2 separate regions of the Oryctolagus cuniculus genome follow, and region 1 is linked to region 2. Evidence: chromatin contacts called from public Micro-C data. All regions are on one chromosome and are shown on one strand. The core of a region is the stretch at or near the end of the contact, and the rest is flanking DNA. Distances in the headings are between cores, read along the strand shown. Region 1 holds the start of FLOT2 (flotillin 2). Region 2 overlaps TRAF4 (TNF receptor associated factor 4).

What was found. A called contact is a pair of places that touch in the nucleus more often than the background predicts.
Region 1: a Micro-C map of ear pinna shows a contact between it and region 2, with 2.9 times the contacts expected there. The contact joins the promoter of FLOT2 here to the enhancer-like site in region 2. A contact is called at or near these places in 4 of 6 Hi-C or Micro-C datasets (ear pinna, embryonic fibroblasts, liver and 1 more).

Annotation. Positions count from the first base shown.
Region 1 is chr17:44,377,511-44,384,260 of mOryCun1.1, forward strand. It overlaps FLOT2 (flotillin 2), which reads right to left and starts at 2,234. Exons shown (of 11, transcript XM_002718917.5): 1 at 1,987-2,234. The coding sequence starts at 2,035. DHRS13 (dehydrogenase/reductase 13) reads right to left here. Exons shown (of 5, transcript XM_051825400.2): 1 at 6,581-6,750; 2 at 6,373-6,491; 3 at 5,375-5,498; 4 at 4,882-5,193; 5 at 2,234-3,243. The coding sequence starts at 6,707. The coding sequence ends at 2,828. LOC103351495 (a long non-coding RNA gene) reads left to right here and starts at 2,246. Exons shown (of 3, transcript XR_011383613.1): 1 at 2,246-2,383; 2 at 2,697-2,892.
Region 2 is chr17:44,238,550-44,244,491 of mOryCun1.1, forward strand. TRAF4 (TNF receptor associated factor 4) reads left to right here. Exons shown (of 7, transcript XM_002718919.5): 3 at 50-154; 4 at 225-386; 5 at 466-627; 6 at 720-875; 7 at 1,074-2,202. The coding sequence ends at 1,706. Among named protein-coding and RNA genes, the nearest start is that of TRAF4, 6.8 kb to the left of the region's middle. Within about 2 kb of position 1,927, at least 2 of the 8 cell types and tissues checked have an H3K27ac peak or open chromatin away from gene starts, as enhancers often do. A contact at or near this core is called in ear pinna, where this site is marked.

The DNA.
Region 1 (6,750 bases), core at 984-3,483, 140 kb after region 2:
AGCCTTCTGCCCTGGGAAGCAGCAGTGAGGCAGCTCAAGTACTTAGGTTCCTGCCACCCATGCAGGAGATCTGGACTGAGTTCCCAACTGCTGGCTTGGGCCTCCCATGGCCCCAGCTTTTGTGATCACTTGTGGAGTGAATCAACAGAAGATCTCTGTCTCTCTGCCTTTCAAATACATTAAATAAATTTTTAAAATATTTAAAAGGCAAAAGTATTGGGCAGATTCATTTTTTAAAAAAGATGTATTTATTTATTTGAAAGACAGTTACAGAGAGGTCCTCCATCCTCTGGTTTACTCCACAGATGGCCGCAGCAGCCAGAGCCGTGCCGATCCGAACACAGGAGCCAGGAGCTAGAACCTTCTTCCAGGTCTCCCACATGGGTACAAGGATCCAAGGACTTGAGCCATCTTTTGCTGCTTTTCCCATAGCAGAGCTGGATTGGAAGTGAACCAGCTGGGACTTGAACCAGCACCTACACGGGATGCCAAGCACCGGCTCCTAGATTCAGGTTGTAAAAGCTTTCTCTTGGGGCTGAGGGCTGGGAAACAGCCTCAGTGTTTTCTGGGACCCTCCCTCCTGACCCCAAGGCAGTTGGTCTTGGTCCCCAGGGGGTAGGGTCTCCTGTTTCCCTCACAGGGAATGGTGCTGGTCAGGGTTGGAGGGGATCATCCAGTAGAAAGACTTAATTTCTTTTTCTGAAGATTTATTTATTTGAAAAGCAAAAAAGGGGGAGAGAGAGAGAATCTTCCATCCACTGGCTCATTCCCTGAATGCCTGCAAGAGCTAAGGCTGGGCCAGGCCAAAGCCAGGAGCCTGGATCTTCACCTGGGTCTTCCACACAGGTGGCAGGGGTCCAAGTACTTGGGCCATCTTCCACTGCTTTCCCAGGCCATTAGCAGGGAGCTGGATCAGAAGCACAGCAGCTGGGACTAGGAATGCCCACTGCGAAATGGGATAGCCTGTTGTGCCACAGCACTGGCCCCCAGAGATGGAATTTTTAATCCAAGTTGAGTCTGAGGCCAAGTTTTGGGGCAAAAGCTCCCAATGGACTTATCACATCTCTCCAAGGGTATACAGTTGTAAGGCCTGGCTCAGGGATCTTAATCCCTTCTACCCGCTTCAGTAGCCAGCCCTAACCAGCTGTACACAGCTGTAATCAGCAGAGTGGGTATTCCTCCTAATCCATGAGGAATTCCTACAGCTGCAGGCTTCCAAGCACTTGGCAACACAGCCCTTTGCCCCAGAACCCAGGAGCTGCACAATCTGGCAGCTGGAAAGGATTCAGCCACCTCCCAAGACATCCCAAATACACAATCTAACAGCGGGGCTTGGGGCGAGAAACACCCTCGCCGCCTCACCCCAACACAGGCTCCAAGCGCCGCCAAGACACAAATTCTAGAGCTTGCAGCGTTTTGCAATCGGAGCGGCAGAGCGCAGGGCCGGGTTTCCCAACCTGTAGAGGCCCCACCCGCGTCTCCAGGGCGGAATGGAAGCCCGGCAAGCCCCAGCTTGCTCAGAATTAACGGGTCTGACAGTACCCAGAGAAAACGGCCCACGTCTCAGACGTCTCCCCACACAGGCACCTGCCCATCGGAGCTGCGCGACCCAGCCCCAGTCCCAGCCCCCGGCGTTGGAATTTAGCCAAACTAACCCGTTCCGGGCACCACTGCTTAGCCTCCTCCCCGACCCCCACGGCTCCCAGGGGACTCCCAAGCCCACGGTGTGGCGGTAGGGAGGACGAGACGGGGAGGAGGCGGAGAGAGGAGCGGAGGAAAAAAAAAAAACAACCAACAAAAAACACGCAGCGGCAGGGAGAGCCGCCGGCGAGCCTCCGAGGAAAATGGGGGAGGCTCCCTTCTGGAAGGGTCTCAGGTGCCGGCGCCCTGCGCAGCGCCACAGGCTCGAGCCCAGCCGGCGGGGCCCCCGCCCTCTGAGGGCCCAACCCTTCCCGTCCCCTCCCCACGGACCCCGCCGCCCCTCACCTGAGACCACCAGCGCCTCGTTGGGCCCCACTGTGTGGCAGTTGCCCATGGCGCCGGCGGGTCGGAGGGCCCTGGGCCCGCACAGACGCGGACGGCAGCACCCGGTCCGCAGCGCCGGCCGCGCCCAGCCTACGCCGCCACCCCCAGCGCCGCCCGCCCGCGCCCCTCCGTGGTCGCAGCCCCGCCGGAAGTGTGGCGGCGGAGGGCGGGGCCGGCCGGGCGAGAGAGGCAGGGACGCGCGCGAGCGCCGCGGCCGACACGCTTTATTGCTCGGGGCTCGGGAGCCGCGCGGGGTCGCCCCCACTCCCACAGGCGCCTCGGGAACAACCGCCCTGCGGGCAAGCGGCCCTGGCGTCGGAGCCCCGGGTCCAAAGCCCGGCGCCTGCACTCAGCAGCTGTGAGACCTGGGGCGAGTCCTTCCCTCTAGAGCCCAATCCCGCCTCGGTGAAGTGGGGGTGGTTGAGCCGCCTGGCTGGATGGCTGCAGAGGGCTCCGTCACTCCCAGTGTCGGCAGTGCCTCCCGTCGCAGAGTCCCTGGCCCTGCTCCAGCGCTGAGCACAATCTCAGAGGGTGGGGCCTTGCAAGCTGCAATTCAGATTCCTGAGAAACAGGGTCTGACATGTCCCCCCACCCCCCCGCCCCGCCCCCGCTCAATCTGGGGGGACGGTCCCTCTCAGGAAGAAATATCACCCTTTACTTCCTTCCACCAGGGAAAGAACACACCCGGAGGCCCCAGGAAGTAACCATGGCGGCAAACAGTGCCCCAGGGTCCGTGGTGGCTCACAGCAGGAGGTGTGCAAGGGCCACCAAGGGCCATGGAAAAAGCATCCCAGCCTGGAGGTTAGGAGACCGGGGACTGAGGCCCAGCTTTAACCTGAATTCGCCGTGTCACCTTAGACCAGTCTGGTGAGCTCTGAGGGCTGGGGGAGGGTTCGGAAACGGTGGGCTCCTCAGGCTGGGGGTCTTCGTGAGGTTCGTCGTCATCCTCGTCCCCAGACCCAAGCCCTGCCAGCCTCTTGCTGGCCTCCCACAGCCGGTGGGCTGCCCGGTCATCTCGGGCCGCCGGGGGGACCTCCTCCACACGGCAGTTGGCAAAGTATCTCCCACTCAGGGGTTCGATGCCCTCCTGCAGAGCACAGTACAGGGGTGTCTGAGCACCCCCTTTTGGTGCTCGGAGCACCAGCCAAGCCAGGGGACGCACAAGTGGGCGCAGCCATCCAGGAAGGTGGCGCAGGAACAGGTCTGAGTTCACAGGTCCTGTGGGCAGGAAGAAAGAAAGGAGTTGGGGAGGGTGAGGACTGAGGGCACTGGGTACAGTGGAAGCAAGCTTGAAGGGGAGTGGGGACAGAATCCTGTTCAGGGTGGTGTCTCCCGGGCACTCAGGGCCTCCACAAGGCAACCACTCATTTCCTATGGGAAACCCCCTCCCGCCGGCAAAGCTGCTGGTACAGCCGAATCCCCCAGGTTGCGCCTGAAACAACTCTGTCTCTTTCCATCTTTTCTTTTAGCTTGAGCCCTGTTCCTTTGTTTAGGCAGCATTTATTACGCACCTGTGGTGTACCAGCCACTGTTTTGAACATTAGGGATGTGGAGCTGTATTAAGGCCTAATGTCATTGTTGTTATTGTCCTGGTTATTATTACTAATGAGCCTTAGGCAGTGACTTCCTAAAATGCAGGATGCCACTGTGGATAGGGCAGCTCTTATCCTGGTGTAATGTATCTCCTAAAGGCAAAGATGAGTCTATTCACCAAGAGTAAAAGCCACAGTGCTTGCTTGCAGTGGGCCTCCAGACCAGACCCCACATGACCAGTCCATCCCGGCAACACCATCTCTTGCTACTCTCCCTTCTCTCCCCAGCCACACAAGCCTCCCCTAAGCACACCTGGAACTTCTGCCCCAGGGCCTTTCCTCTTACAATTTGTTCTCTATTTGGGCTTCTCGCCAGAAAGATGCATGGCTCACTCCTCCTGTCCTTCAGGCATCGGTTCAAATGTCACATTTTCTACTATGTCTTCCTCAACTGCCAGCGCTGAAACAGCACTACCTGCGTTTCTTATTCCTCTTACCCTGTTTTATCTTACCCAACAGTACTTTATCAGCACCTTTTTTTTTTTTTTTTTTTTGGACAGGCAGAGTTAGAGAGAGAGAGACAGAGAGAAAGGTCTTCCTTTTTCTGTTGGTTCACCCCCAAAATGGCTGCTACGGCTGGCGCGCTGCGCCGATCCAAAGCCAGAAGCCAGGTGCTTCTTCCTGGTCTCCCATGTGGGTGCAGGGCTCCAGGACTTGGGCCATCCTCCACTGTCTTCCCGGGCTACATCTGAGAGCTGGACTGGAAGAGGAGCAGCCGGGACAGAATCCGGCACCCCAACCGGGACTAGAACCCAGTGTGCTGGCACCACAGGTGGAGGATTAGCCAAGTGAGCCACAGCACCGGCCCTAGCACCTGTCATTTTATTACATACAAAGCGGCAGTCTCTAACCCCCACCCCAAACTGGAATGCAAACTCCATGAGGGCAGGGTCTTTGTTTTGTTCACTGCTCTACCCCCAGCACTGTGGATAATGCCTGAGACTTAGCAGGTGCTCAGTAAATGAGTGAATGGATCATTACCATAGATAGCTATTATCATCGTCGTCCTCGTCATCATATTCTAGTTCAGTCAGCATAGAGGGTCCCTCAAGGTTAGAACCCGGGTCGTAATCTTGCCAGAAGCCACCCATGTTCTAGAGCCAAGCTGTGGTGTGAGCGGAAGAACCCAGACAAAGGGAGCCTGATCCCAAGACCATCAAGGCACAGCTCTCTCCCTGCACGTGGCCTTTCGTGCTCTGGGAGCACAGGAAGGAGCAAGGCTGGGAGAGGGGGAGTCAGGAACAGCCAAACGGCCAGGCCTCACCTGGGTGAGCCGCATAGCAGGTGACACCAGTGCCCTCAAGCTGGGTGGCGAGCTCCCGGGCAAACAGTACATTGGCCAGCTTACTGTCGGCATAGGCCCGCAGCTCCTGCCGCCAGCCCACCACTGGGCGGTCCAGGCGTGTGAAGTCGAGGCGCCCACGGCGGTGGGCAGCGGAGGACACCACCACCACGCGGCTGGGGGAGCATTTCTTCAGAAGAGGCAGCAGCAAGTGTGTCAGCAGGAAGGGGCCGATGTGGTTCACCCGAAGCAGCAGGTTGAAGGCTTCTCGAGTCCGGCCACAGGAGCTGATCCCTGCGAGGGAGGCCCGGCGTTAGCTGCTCCGGAAGGAGCCCTGGGACCTCAGCATCCCCATCTGTGAGATGGGAATAGGGGCATCCTTCCCACGTGTCCGCTCGTCCCCGGAGAGGACTGGCGAGAGGAGGCAGGTGCCCTTGGCCGCCCCCCGCGCCCCGCAGGGACGGCTGCCCCTCACCGGCATTGTGGATGAGGATGTCCAACCGTGGCTCGGAGCTCAGGAAGGCAGTGGCAAAGGCCCGCACTGAGGCCAGGCTGGCCAGGTCCAAGGCCATGAAGATGACCTCGTTGTTCCCACTCTCCTGTGGAGCAGCAAGGGCTGGGATTGTCACCAGGCAATTCCCTCCTCTTCCCTCTTCCCAGGCACCGAATGCTACTCAGATCCGCCCCGCCCCTATGCATGGTTGGAGAGGAAAAGTGTGTGGACTTAGCTCCCGCCTTTGCCTCCTAGATTGGGACCTGGAGCAAGAAATGTAATCCCTCTGGGCCTCAGTTCTCTCACTGTAAAATGGGAATAATAATAATAGCATTTCAGAGTAGAGGGGATTAAAAAAGCTGATCTGTGTAAGGTACATTCTGTACTGTGGAAGCACCTCTATTGTTATTATCCCCTCCCCGCGTTGTCACTCACCCTGAACCTACAGCAGGTTCTCCCTGGTCTCCTCTCACCCACTCCTGTCCCTCCAGTCCAGGCACCACACAGCTACCAAGGGGTTCATTCCAAGAGGCCATTCGCAGAGTCCCCACGTGCCAGGGACCTCTCACTGGTCTGGCTGCCCGACTTTGAAGCCCAAACGCTTCCAGTCCCCTCATTCTGCCTCTTTTCCTCATACTTCCTGCTCCAGACTCATTAAGCCTCCCAACCCCCAGCTTCTCCCATCAGACCAGCTGTGTTGCCTCTGGGCCCCTGCATACACTGTTCCCTCCTCTTTTCATTCGCCCAACTCTTGCTGAGCCTTCAACACTAGACCTGCAGTCATTTCCTGCAGAAGGCCCCCTCCTCAGCTTGGCCTTGGTGCCCCTTCCTCGTGTGGCACTCCGCACCCCTTCCTTTGGGTTTAAAGAACCCAAGCCGGGCCCACTCGCGTCTCAGGAATCAGGTTCCCGCAGCCGCTTTGCCCCAGGTGTCCCGACGTGGCCTCGGCCCGCGGTCCCCCAGCCGCGGCCTCCCCTCACCTGGCGCAGGTCGAAGGCGGCCGCCTCCCCGCGCTCCCGGCTGCGGCAGGCCAGCACCACGCGCGCTCCGCGGCGCGCCAGCTCCAGCGCTGTCATCTTCCCGATGCCGCTGTTGGCGCCTGTGGATGGCGGGCAGGAGCCGAGCTGAGCCGGGCGGGCCGCTGCCCGCGCCACCCCAACCGGCCCGCAGCCCTCCGCCCGCACTCACCCGTCACCACGGCGGTGCGGCCCCGCAGGCTGCCGATGCCGCCGCACGGTGGGGCCTTCACCAGGTTGTAATAGATGAGCACGTAGGCGCCCAGCAGCAAGCCGGCGCCCAGCAGTAGCGCCTCCATGTCCGCCGCGCTTCCTGGCTCCCGCCCCAGCCCCGCGCCGTTC
Region 2 (5,942 bases), core at 677-3,176:
GAGGGAGTTGTGGACAGCAGCGGACTCTGATGCTGGCCAGTTCCCCCAGATCTACCCAGACCCAGAGCTGGAAGTCCAGGTGTTGGGCCTGCCGATCCGCTGCATCCACAGTGAGGAGGGCTGCCGCTGGAGTGGGCCACTGCGCCACCTACAGGTGAGGCTCTGGTGAAGGGGCTAGGACCACCCCTCCCCTGAGCAGGCACTAACTGCAGCCCTTTGCTCAGGGCCACCTGAATACCTGCAGCTTCAATGTAGTTGCCTGCCCCAATCGCTGCCCCGCCAAGCTGAGCCGCCGCGATCTGCCTGCGCACTTGCAGCACGACTGCCCCAAGCGGCGCCTCAAGTGCGAGTTTTGTGGCTGCGACTTCAGTGGAGAGGCCTATGAGGTAGGTGGGGCCTGGGGGAGAGGGGGGATAGGTGGGCCCAGGCAGCCCTGAACTCAGCCCCTCCCTGTGGCATTTCCAGAGCCACGAGGGCATGTGCCCCCAAGAGAGCGTATACTGTGAGAACAAGTGCGGCTCCCGCATGATGCGGCGGCTGCTGGCCCAGCATGCCACCTCTGAGTGCCCCAAGCGCACCCAGCCTTGCACCTACTGCACCAAGGAGTTTGTCTTTGATACCATCCAGGTGAGGGCCTTCCTGAGCTGTGGGCTGCGGGCTGTGGGGCAGGAGATGGGGAGTCAGGCTGTTGACCGCTGCGCCTCTGCTTCCGGCCCCAGAGCCACCAATACCAGTGCCCACGGCTGCCTGTGCCCTGCCCCAACCAGTGTGGTGTGGGCACCGTGGCCCGGGAGGACCTGCCAGGCCATCTGAAGGACAGCTGCAGCACCGCCTTGGTGCTGTGCCCGTTCAAAGACTCCGGCTGCAAGCACAGGGTGAGGTGCCCCTTCTCCCTCCCATCCAGCCCCGCTTTGACCCGGCAGCCCCTAGAGGGAGGCTGAGCTTCCTGGCACCCTGTCTTCCTCACCGACAGCCAGCTGCCTGTCGCCCTGGGTGCACACCTACCTCTCTCTGGGCCTTCCCCTATTGATAACTCTCTTCCCTTCTTCCACGGCCTGGGGCTTTGCCAACAGTGCCCTAAGCTGGCGATGGCGCGACACGTGGAGGAGAGTGTGAAGCCACATCTGGCCATGATGTGTGCCCTGGTGAGCCGGCAACGGCAGGAGCTGCAGGAGCTGCGGCGAGAGCTTGAGGAGCTGTCTGTGGGCAGCGACGGTGTGCTCATCTGGAAGATTGGCAGCTATGGGCGGCGGCTGCAGGAGGCCAAGGCCAAGCCGAACCTTGAGTGCTTCAGCCCAGCCTTCTACACCCATAAGTACGGCTACAAGCTGCAGGTGTCTGCGTTCCTCAATGGCAACGGCAGTGGTGAGGGCACACATCTCTCCCTCTACATCCGCGTACTGCCGGGTGCCTTTGACAATCTCCTTGAGTGGCCCTTTGCCCGCCGTGTCACCTTCTCCCTGCTGGATCAGAGCGACCCTGGGCTGGCTAAGCCACAGCACGTCACTGAGACCTTCCACCCTGACCCAAACTGGAAGAACTTCCAAAAGCCAGGCACATGGCGTGGCTCTCTGGATGAGAGCTCTCTGGGCTTTGGGTACCCCAAATTCATCTCCCACCAGGATATCCGAAAGCGGAACTATGTGCGAGATGATGCCGTCTTCATCCGTGCCTCTGTTGAACTTCCCAGGAAGATCCTCAGCTGAGCGCAGAGCCAGCAGGGGCTCTAGGGGAGAGGGGGATGGGCGGTCACCTCAGCCAGACGTTGGCTGACTCTGGAGAGGGGGCCGGACCCTCTTTCAGCTGCTTCTGCTGCCTAGGTTCTGTTACCCAGTCTCCCCGCCACCACCCTCAGGTGCCTCCAATTGGTGCTTCAGCCCTGGGCCCTGGGCGGAGCAGGTCTTGGATCATTAAGGGCTGGAAATGTGATCCAAGGGCCTGTCTCCTCTCCTGGGCAGGGCAGACACGCCTTGGTGCCAGCCACACTATCTGGACTGGGGTGCCTGCTCAGGTGCTATATCCCAAGAGCCATAGGGGGGAGGTGGGAGTTGGGAAGGGGAGGGGGGGCTGTTAAAACAATCTGTCTTGAGATCAGATTTCTCCTCCCTGGCTGTGCCCCTTCTGGTTATTTATTTCCTTAGTACCAGGAGGGCACAGCAGGGGAGCCCTGATTTTTAATAAATCTTGGATTGTATTTATTAACTTCGTTCCAGCCTGACTCATCTGGGTTGGTTAGGGCCCGGAAGGCAAAGGATCAGAGAAAAGCTGGTGCTGCCAGCCCTCAGGATCATTTGCCGGCGGGAACCGCCCTCTCGTGGATGCCGAGGGAACTACAGCCGCCTGCTGCTGCCCTCTGGTGGCGAGATGAAGGGGGTACAGGTCCTGAACCCAGACTCGTCCAGACTACCACCTTTGCCTTGGCAGGTTTCGGTCTAATGGTAATAGCTACCACTTGTTGTAGTTTCTTGGGAAGATACACTGCTAAGCCCTTTGTGTGCAGTACTTCATCTAATACAATAGTTGAGTGAAATACCTTTTATCACCATAATAAAAGGGCCAATCTTAATGGGCTGTACTGAAGTTAATGAAATCATGCATGTTCCTGGCAGAGTTAAAAGTGCTTAAGGAACTCCAAAGCCCTGGGGAAATGTGTATTTTGGTGCGGAATATTTTGGAGTCCAATTTTTTCGAAACAGGCATGTCCCATGGACTCTTTGAAGACACCACATGCATTAAATTTTGCACCAAAATAATCATTTCTTAATTCTGCTTTTCCACAAAGTGTTTACATTTTTATCTGAGACACACAGCTCCCACTTGTAGGTTCACTCCCCAAATGCTCGCAACACCCAGGGCTGGGCCAGGCTGAAGCCAGGAGGGAGTAACTCCATCCGGGGGTCCCATGTGAATGATAGGGACCCAAGTATTTGTGCTGTTACCTGGAGTGCACATTAGTAGGAAACTGGAATGGGAAGCAGAGTCAAGACTTGAACCCAGGCACTCAGTATGGGAAGGGTGATGGCTTAATCACTAGGCCAAGTACCTGCCTTCCCCTTTTTACAATGCTCTTACTTGGGATTTTTCCATCTTTTTCATCCCTAGCTCTTCTGCTTTCTGTACATACATCAATCAGCTGAGAACCAAGAACTGAACTGGCTTATCAGTGATCCTTCTGCTGGTTTTGGGCAGGGTCTGGGCTGTTTTAAATGCCAGCAATCCCTAGAGGCTAGCATCCTCTATTTGGCAAGAGATTTGGGTCTGGGTCTTTACTCTTGCTTTTGGCAAGCTACTTAGCTACAACGGGGCAAATAACCCTCACAGGTAAAATGAATATTGCTCACTACCTAGACTGCAGTAACGATTAAATGAACCAGTCAGCATAAAGTGCTGTACTCCTCTCAGCTAGCCCTGAGAAGAGGCCCAGGGTATGGGAACTTCCCTAGTGAAGCAAAGTCCAAGGGCTGTAGTTCTTTCCTTCCACATCAAGGCTGAGATGAATTATTAGGTGACAGGACTGGCCATCAGCCAGCCAGCCTGGGACCATAGGGTCCTTGCTCTAGGGGAAGACATAGGGCCCTGACTGCCCACCTGAGAATGGAAATGTCCCCATCATACAATGATGCCCAGAAACTAGTAGGGAAAACCATGGGCCCCCACAGAGAGCAGGAGAAATGCCTTCAAGTAACAGGTGCAACCACCCTTCCAGCATCTCAATGGAGCTGGACAGCCTGGATAAAACTCCCCTGATCCTACAGGCTACGTGCATACAGAACACATGGTGCCGCCTCAAGTTGTGTGCAATGCAGTTCTAGTCAGCCCCATTCTCAGCCCACCTGGCAGGCCTGGCCCTCCATTCTGCTTTGCAGAACTCAGGGCAGTTTCTGCACCAAACTGTAAGCTGGACTCATCAAGCACCTACTTCGGCCCAAGAATCTGACTTGAGGGGAAGCTGGGCTCACCCCTCTACCCTCTAGTGCTGTGACCCCAGGCTGACCTCAGGCCTCATCTGACATAGGCAGGAGGTGGCTTCCTTCACAGGGTGGCATGAGGAACAAAGGTGGCAAAGCATTCTCACACATGGGCACCCCGCAGCGGAGGGCATGCTGAGGAGAGAAGAGTGAACTATCAGCACTCAGGAAGCCACCTGCTGACTCTTGCTACCCAGGGCCAGATTCCACCTTCCCTGAATCCCAGATTCTGTGGAATCTCTCCCACCACATCTTAGCTCAAACCCAATCAGCAGACAAGGAGGAGGGTAACTGAAGAAGAGAGCTCTTGGGGGTTCCCCCCTTGCTGACAAAAGAGGGGAATGCATGAGAAAATGAGTTTTCATGTTGCATATGAAATACTGCACATCTGTCAGAGGCACTCAGGATTCCAAAGCACTGGAGGTGGAAAAAGGGGGAGGCCTGTGGTTGTAGTCGGCTCATTAGCAAACTGGGTCCTCATTTCTCAGTGAGGCACTGAGTCCAAGTGGCAGGACCAGGAGAGGCAGCAAACCATACTTACCCATCAGTTCCACTGTGAGCTCCAGGCAGCACAGCGGGGCTCCCCCAGGCACTGACCGAACTGGAGCCCTGTGCCTGTACCCAACACAGAACCTAGCCTGGGACAGTGGACTGGGAAGGGCTCTTGACTAGGATGGTTACAGGGGCCCCTTAGAGAAATGAGGATGAGACGTGACAGAAATTGTTAGAAGAAAAATTACTCCAAACATTCACATGAAACGAATAGGACAAGGTCAAAAGGTGAGTTTTTTCTTTTTACTGGTTTGTAATAATCTTAAAAACCCCATCGCACCCATAAACCACCACAGGTGAGGTGAGAGAGATGGAGAATGAATGCTACAGTGTGTGGATAGAGTGGGGAATCCAGGTATCCCCAATGGGCAGTGTGGGATGGACGCAGGGAGTGTGGACAGGAGGCCCTGGCTTGGACCCTTATTGCTGGTTGGGGGTTGGCTGGCAGAGGGGCAGAGGGACTCAGGAACTAGGAAACATCTCACACCAAAGGCGAGGGCAGTTGGGGGCAGGGAGATCACAGTACATTTTTCCATGCAGACTAGGGGTGGGAGTTAGCTTCAGAGATTTGCACCCCTGCACAGGAAGAGATGGGTTTGAGGTTGTTTGAAAGCCCCAAGCCGGTGTCTGGTCCGATTTCCTAAAATGGCAGCTCACCTTTTGGGGAGAGGCGCTGGGGGGGGGGGGGGATCACAGCAATATCTGGTATGGAGATCAAGCACGGGTTCAGGGGAGACAGTGGTGCTCCTTGACTCAGAGAAGTAGGGATGGGCAGGGGGCCCTGGGTGAGACGGTGGCCAACACCTTGGCAGAGGCATTGTGCCAGAGGCTGCAGGTGCTTCTGTGGGCTTAGGGCAAGGAGGTACCAGTGACCACAGACGGCAAGAAAACAATAAGGAACAATAAATTAGGATTTCATGTTGCTATCATTTGGCATAACACAATCAGGCATTTTTTTCCCTTTTTTTGTTTTTAAATATAAGGCAACTTGCCAACATATAATTTAAAAACTGGTCTTCAGTCACACTGCTTCAGATCACTAGGCTTTCTGGCTAAAGAACAGTGGATAGAAAACACAACCCAGAATCTTAAATAAGAACATCAGTTCACATTCCCCAGAGACAAGAGGAACGGTAAGGGCTCACTTGGTTTAAAAAAAAAAAAAAAAAAAAAAGCCGAACTGTGCATCTTTAACAGAGATGGGTGCAAAAATTTACAATAAAACATAATCTAAATTTAGAGTTACAGAAAAGCGTTAAATTTCTAGTCAACTACGTGCCACCTGGGAATGAGACGTGTTGAGCATGGAGTGGGTGGATGAGAGTATGCGCTAAGAACAGGCAGGGGTGGGAGGGGCTGTGTCCAATAGAGGCCGGCCTCCAGCTGTTAGAACCATGCTCATTTGGTGAAGGAAAAATTCAA